Regions from separate parts of the Mus musculus genome. Here region 2 is linked to region 1. Evidence: chromatin contacts called from public Hi-C data. All regions are on one chromosome and are shown on one strand. The core of a region is the stretch at or near the end of the contact, and the rest is flanking DNA. Distances in the headings are between cores, read along the strand shown. Region 1 overlaps Borcs5 (BLOC-1 related complex subunit 5). Region 2 overlaps Lockd (lncRNA downstream of Cdkn1b).

The links. A called contact is a pair of places that touch in the nucleus more often than the background predicts.
Region 2: a Hi-C map of regulatory T cells shows a contact between it and region 1, with 4 times the contacts expected there. The contact joins two enhancer-like sites. A contact is called at or near these places in 4 of 484 Hi-C or Micro-C datasets (the G1E-ER4 cell line, embryonic stem cells, nephron progenitors and 1 more), 1 of 115 datasets of contacts at active chromatin or transcription factors (pancreatic cancer cells) and 1 of 9 other capture datasets (adipose tissue).

What each region holds. Positions count from the first base shown.
Region 1 is chr6:134,700,064-134,702,848 of GRCm38.p6, reverse strand. All of the region lies in intron 3 of Borcs5 (BLOC-1 related complex subunit 5), which reads right to left. Among named protein-coding and RNA genes, the nearest start is that of Gm36328, 52 kb to the left of the region's middle. Within about 2 kb of position 1,433, at least 183 of the 459 cell types and tissues checked have an H3K27ac peak or open chromatin away from gene starts, as enhancers often do. A contact at or near this core is called in regulatory T cells, where this site is marked.
Region 2 is chr6:134,941,397-134,944,513 of GRCm38.p6, reverse strand. The region is part of intron 1 of Lockd (lncRNA downstream of Cdkn1b); the gene reads right to left. Among named protein-coding and RNA genes, the nearest start is that of Lockd, 14 kb to the right of the region's middle. Within about 2 kb of position 1,808, at least 16 of the 459 cell types and tissues checked have an H3K27ac peak or open chromatin away from gene starts, as enhancers often do. A contact at or near this core is called in regulatory T cells, where this site is marked.

The DNA of each region.
Region 1 (2,785 bases), core at 184-2,683:
GTTCGAGGCCAGCCTGGTCTGCAGAGTGAGTTCCAGGACAGCCAAGGCTATACAGAGAAACCCTGTCTCAAAAACCAAAAAAAAAAAAAAGAATCCTTATGGAGGACAGTTTGATGTATGTATATACAGCGAAAGGATATTTGCAGTCAGGCTATTTCTCTTCCGCTCCTGACTGGAGGCACCGTCAAGGTCTCCATCCTACACCCACCCTGGTCATTAGGTTTCCTACAGGTGGCCCCGCTGTCATGCAACGCCAACCCATTATGGCCCATCAACCCCTCTTTATTCACGTCACACTGCCGCTTCATGTCTAATGGGGATTCAGACCACCGAAAGCCTGGAGTGGGCCATGCTCAACTCACAAGTTTTCTGGGTCACCTAAGTTTTCTCCGGCCTTCTGGTCTACCTTTAGATCACCCCTTCCATTCCCACGGAAGACTCAGCGTTCTCTTTTCTGAATGACTCTCTCTTGCACAATGACAGTGGATAGATGTTCTCATTAATTATACTACAGGCTGAATGCTGTGTGTTACCACATACTGCTATTCTGGAGTGACCTTGTTTCCCCAAGGAAAGTCCTGAAGACCATCATTCTAAATAGGCTGCAAGAACAGCTTTCAGAATAAGGTCCAGCCTTTTATTCTCACGCATAGACTCTAACTCTGGAAATTAAAGAACAAAACTTCACTCCAGCAAGTCGCAGCTAAGCTGATTTACAGAAAACGCAAACACAGTGTTGGGACCGGCGCTTTTGGCCATCCACAGAGTGACCTGGAAGATGGAGCCTAGTAAACAATATTCTCTGGTTCGCTCATTATATTAACAAGTGTGACAGATAATTTGCAAGTTACAGCTACTGTCTCCTGAGTATCCGGGAAATGGCAGACACGACTGTACATTCTACACGCCTTACCTTTAGGTCCCATGACACTCCTCAAGGGAAGTATCATTTTCCTGCTAAACATGGGAAGTGGATTCTGAAAAGACAAAAATGCGCCCAAGGTCACCCAACCTGTCCCAGTAAGGCAGCTCGAAGGCAGCCGCGTCCACTTAACTTTTGCTCCTCTTCTTTATAGAATCCATTCATTCAAATGTCAGAGCAAGCAAATGGTTTTCAAAACCCCAATGAAGGAATCTATATACCAATTTTTAGTGTTTTCCAGTAAGAAAACACTTGATTTCTACCATAAACACCAGCATTTACTTTTTCCAAAAAAAAAAAAAAAAAGTAAGTAATGCATTACCAGATCTAAAATGGACATTCTGAGTGGCTACTGCGGGGCTGGCATCTCTTTGCACACCTCACCCGACAGGCACCACCTGGACCTCACACAAAGCAGGGAAAGCCGAGAGCCCTGCAAGATGTCCTCTAATAGAGGAAGGCTGCTCCAGAGTCATAGGCAGTTCACCTCACGTCACCCAGCTGACATGGACAGCCAACACCCAAGTCCAGATCTCCCGACTCCAAGAGCCACCACAGCACTGTCCCAGGCAGGTCCACAGTTAAGCCTGCTGACCATATTTTCTTTTCCATAATTTGTTCTGCCTAGCCACAAAATATAATTGTATAAGATCTAAAAGTAAGTTTCTCGGGACAACATTTACAAAAATCTATTGTTAAATAAGGTCAAAACTCAAAGGGTGATCTCAACAAAATGCATGGTCTCTGTGTGCTAGGACGAGGAAGGCGCTCAGGTGAGCCACAGGCTGGAGTTAGAAAGCCAGGCTGAGCAGAGCTCTAGCCACTTCCTTCTGCATTACGTAAACCTCCTTGGGCTCTCTAGTGCCCTGCCACTTCCTGTTGTGCAAGGACAAACAATGGGCAGACTGTCGCCAGTGTTTCCATTAATTACACCACAGGCTGAGTGGCATTGATTACCGCATACTGGACATTTTGAAATGACCCCATTTCCTTTGTTCAAATACTCTACCCAAGTGTTTCAGTAAAGGAACACAATTTACTCATGTCTTTGAGAGAATGAAGAGATACCAGCAGCTGGGGAATCTGAATGGCGTCATCACTGTTCCAATTATTATTTTATGGCTTGCCCAGCTTCCCTTTATGCTGGCTTCCCTTCTGAGCTATGTCTAACTAAGAAAGAAATCTTAAAACCTGTGTTAGTACCCTAAACAAAACCTGTTCGATCTGGCAGATCATGCCCCTCCCTGGACTTGAAAAGGCTGTAGACAGCAGCAAATAAGAGAAAGAAAGAGCTCAGTCAGGGTGTGTGGGCGTAAGACAGAAGGCTAGACAGGAACTATGTATGCATCAGAGTCTCACACTCACTATAATTCTCAGCTCCAGGCCTAATACTGAGACCCTGGGGATGGAAGGCTAATATCAAGTACTGGGCCCCAAAAGTCAGAGAAAAAATTGGGAAAGACAGTCAGACAGATGAAAACCTCCAAACACACAGAGCTATCATTTTAGGACTCCTTGTTTCAATGTCCGAGATGAAAGGAAAGTAAGTCTGTACAAGTTAAATAACATTCTGGTATTCTTACACAGTGGCAACCCGGATTAGCTAAGTGCTCTGTAATCCCTCTGAGGATCTCACAGCATGAGCACTGCCCCTGCGACCCAGAGAACAACTGCAGGTGTGGTTGAGATAAAGACCTCACTAAACTCCTCTACCATTGGCCTGAAGAATGAACCTGGGATGGTGACATCAGACTAAGGATTTGGTAATACCACCCCTGCCATCAGCCAGGAGCTATTATATTATAGCTAGTATAAACTAGACTGGATGGTTGCTCATGACTGATAAGTCTAGGGGTCCACATC
Region 2 (3,117 bases), core at 559-3,058, 240 kb before region 1:
GGGTTTTTTTTTGGAGACAAGGTCTCATGTAGCCTAGGCTGACCTTGAACCTCTGATCCTCCTGCCCCACTTCCAGCATGCTCAGGGCATTCTAGAATTTATTTTTTTCTACCTAACACCAATAGCATTAAGCGCTGTATCGTGTGTTTGGTTTCCTAGGCACGTAAGGGAGGCATAAATACCATCCCCATTAACTGGAGGATGCCTTAACAAACCACAGAAAACTGAACCTCTTCCATCTTCTTACCACGTGAGATCTTACTGGTAACATTATCCCCAAACTTGTATTCCTTGATCTTTCGCAGCTGGCACACCAGAGAATGCCTCCTGCGAGACTAGCTCTTCCGTGACTTACTCAAGAGCACTGTGCACTGGGGAAAATCATTTTACATTTCCATTACCCGACCAGTCTTTAGTTACCACCCTGTACTTGGCTGACCTGAGCTGGATCACAGAATATTGGGTACACGAGGTCACTCGCCCAATCTTTCTATTTACAGATGAGAGAATTCTAATTTGTAATTTCCTGCAGGGACTTTAGACAAGATGACTTATAGGTTCCTTCTGGCCACAGTCCCAGGATTCCTATTTCCTTGCTGGCATCAATGCATTCCACTGACACAGCTCAGGTTATTTTCCAAGAAAGCTAAGTTCCTAATTCATGGCCACAAACTACATACTCACAGGAGTCGAGGAAAGCAATAGTCCCTTCGTGCGGGATGAGCAGTGAATATCTAGGCTCTCATTAGAAAAGGAAGACCATGTGACGATGTTACCTGATGGCTTAGGAAAGCCAAAAGTGGCTTCATTTTGCAGCCACGCTGAGGTCAGGCTGTTATCTCCGACATGACTAGTGTATTGTGCTCATAATAGTCTGCTGGAGGAGATGGACAGGAATGTAATTACTACAGAGAATTAGGCAAGTGTTCTAAAGGCCAAACACTAGGAAGGGGCCTCAGTACTTCAGTTTTATGCCCTGGTGGTTCGAGATCTTGAACAATGGTGTTTAGCTGAGCAAAGATGTAGGAAGAAAAATCTAAAATCCTTCTCTGGGCCAAACTGTGTCAGCAATAAATAAAATACTACAAAAAAAAATTACCAAACACCAGGGACCTTAAAAAAGAAAAATCTATCACCAAGATTGAGGTATGATGGCACACTCCTTTAATCCCAGTACTGGGGAGGTAGAGGAACTTGGGGGTAGAGGTAGGAGGGATCAGGAGTTCAAGACCATCCATGGCTTTGTGGCCAGTTTGAAGCTAGTGTGTACTATTCGAGACTTTCATAGTTAATGCTGTCAATCTGAGAGCCATTGATAGCTCAGAGAGATAATACACTAGTCGCCAAGCTCCTGAGTTTGACCCCGGGACCCACTCGAAGGAGAGAACTGACTCCTGAAAGTTGGCCTCTGACCTCTCTGTGCACACAAATAAATGCTTAAAAATTATACATAAATCTGAGAATAATCATGCATGCCTTTAATCTCAATACTCGGGAGACAGAGGTAAACGGATCTCTGTAAGTTCAAGGCTATCTTAGTCTACATAGAGAGTTCCTGGACAGCCAGAGACATGTAGAAAGAGATTTTGTCTAGATAGATAGATATCTAGATAGATAGATAAATAGATAGGTAGAATTTGTATATACATGCACACATATATACACTGTCAATTAGACAAGATCTAGAATTACTTTGTCATGGTTTGTTTCCTGTTGCTGTGATAAAATACCCTACCTAAAGCAACTGGGAAGAGAAATGGGTTTATTTTTAGCTCACAGTGCCAAGCTATAAACATTCATAGAAGGGAAGTCACAAAGGCAAGAGCCTGAGTCTGCTGGCCACAGTTCACCCACAGTCAGGAACAGACAACGATGAAGGCTTGTGCACCAGTGCTCAGCTCAATTTCTTTACTCTTATGAGGCCCATGATCTTCTGCCTAGAGAATTGTGCCTTGTCTTCCCACACCAATTAACATATAAAACAATTACCCAGAGGCATGCCCAGTGGCCCATCTCCCAGGAGGTTCTAGAGTCTGCCAAGTTGACTATTAAGAGGAACAATTGCGCACCTAAGAGATACTCTGTCTCTGGGCACAGCTGTGATAGTTACAAGACTGAGTTCATTGAAATGAGAAGAGCCACCTGTTATGTAACAATTTACACCAAGATTGAAACATTCCATCTAGCAGGGAAGCTCTTTAAGCAGGGAGATAAACAACTCAAAAAAACTTCAGGAAGTCCCTGAAACTGACAAAATTCACTGTGCCCCTCCCTGCCAGAATAAGCAATAAAAACTGAGATTCCCTCTCAGAAAAGCTCAGCTGAACTACAAAGACTCTCAGGCAAGCAAAACTTCAAGGAATCCTCTGAGACTAGACCAGCTACTTAGAAGAAGCAGAAACTAACAGAGCTGTCTGGAAGAGGTTTAGACCAATGAGGCAACTCGAAAGGACATTCTCCAACCTAGTGAGCTGCCTGCAAGCTATGCGGTGAGCTCCAGGTTCCCAGCTTTGTGAGGTGTCACCTGTAGTGGCTTCAGTGACACAGCTGTCTTTCAGTCATTTCTGCTCCTGTAAGTAACTCCTCACCCATATTCCTATAGGTGACCCCAATAAAACTCACCAAGTTGGACTTCGGTGGTATCTGTAATTTGGTCTGTTACCAGCTTCCTATGTGGGGTGAGTAGATGTGTGTGCTGCATTTCCCCTGGAAAAGTTTTGTCACACAACACAATCTTAAATGTGAGTGACACTAGCTTCATGGAGGACCTGAGTCCCAGATTAAGCAAAAAGGAAAAAGTGAGCTGAACACCATTATTCATCTTCCTCTCTGTGTTCCTGACTACAAAGGCAATATCACCTGCTGCCTCATGTTCCTGCTGCCAACTACCATACTAATCCAAGTGGGGTACCATCCCCTATGTTCCAGTGACTTCCCTGTAAGATGTATGACTTTAAGCAATGCTTCCCTGCTCCTCGAAGGGAAATCTGCAAGAGATGCCAATGTCTGGAGAACCAGGGGGCTGAGCTGTGTCACCAAAGCAGGAAGCAACAGGGGAAAGCTTGCACTTACTTAAAAGAATCGAGGGCTGCTCCCAGCAAAAGACACATACATGTC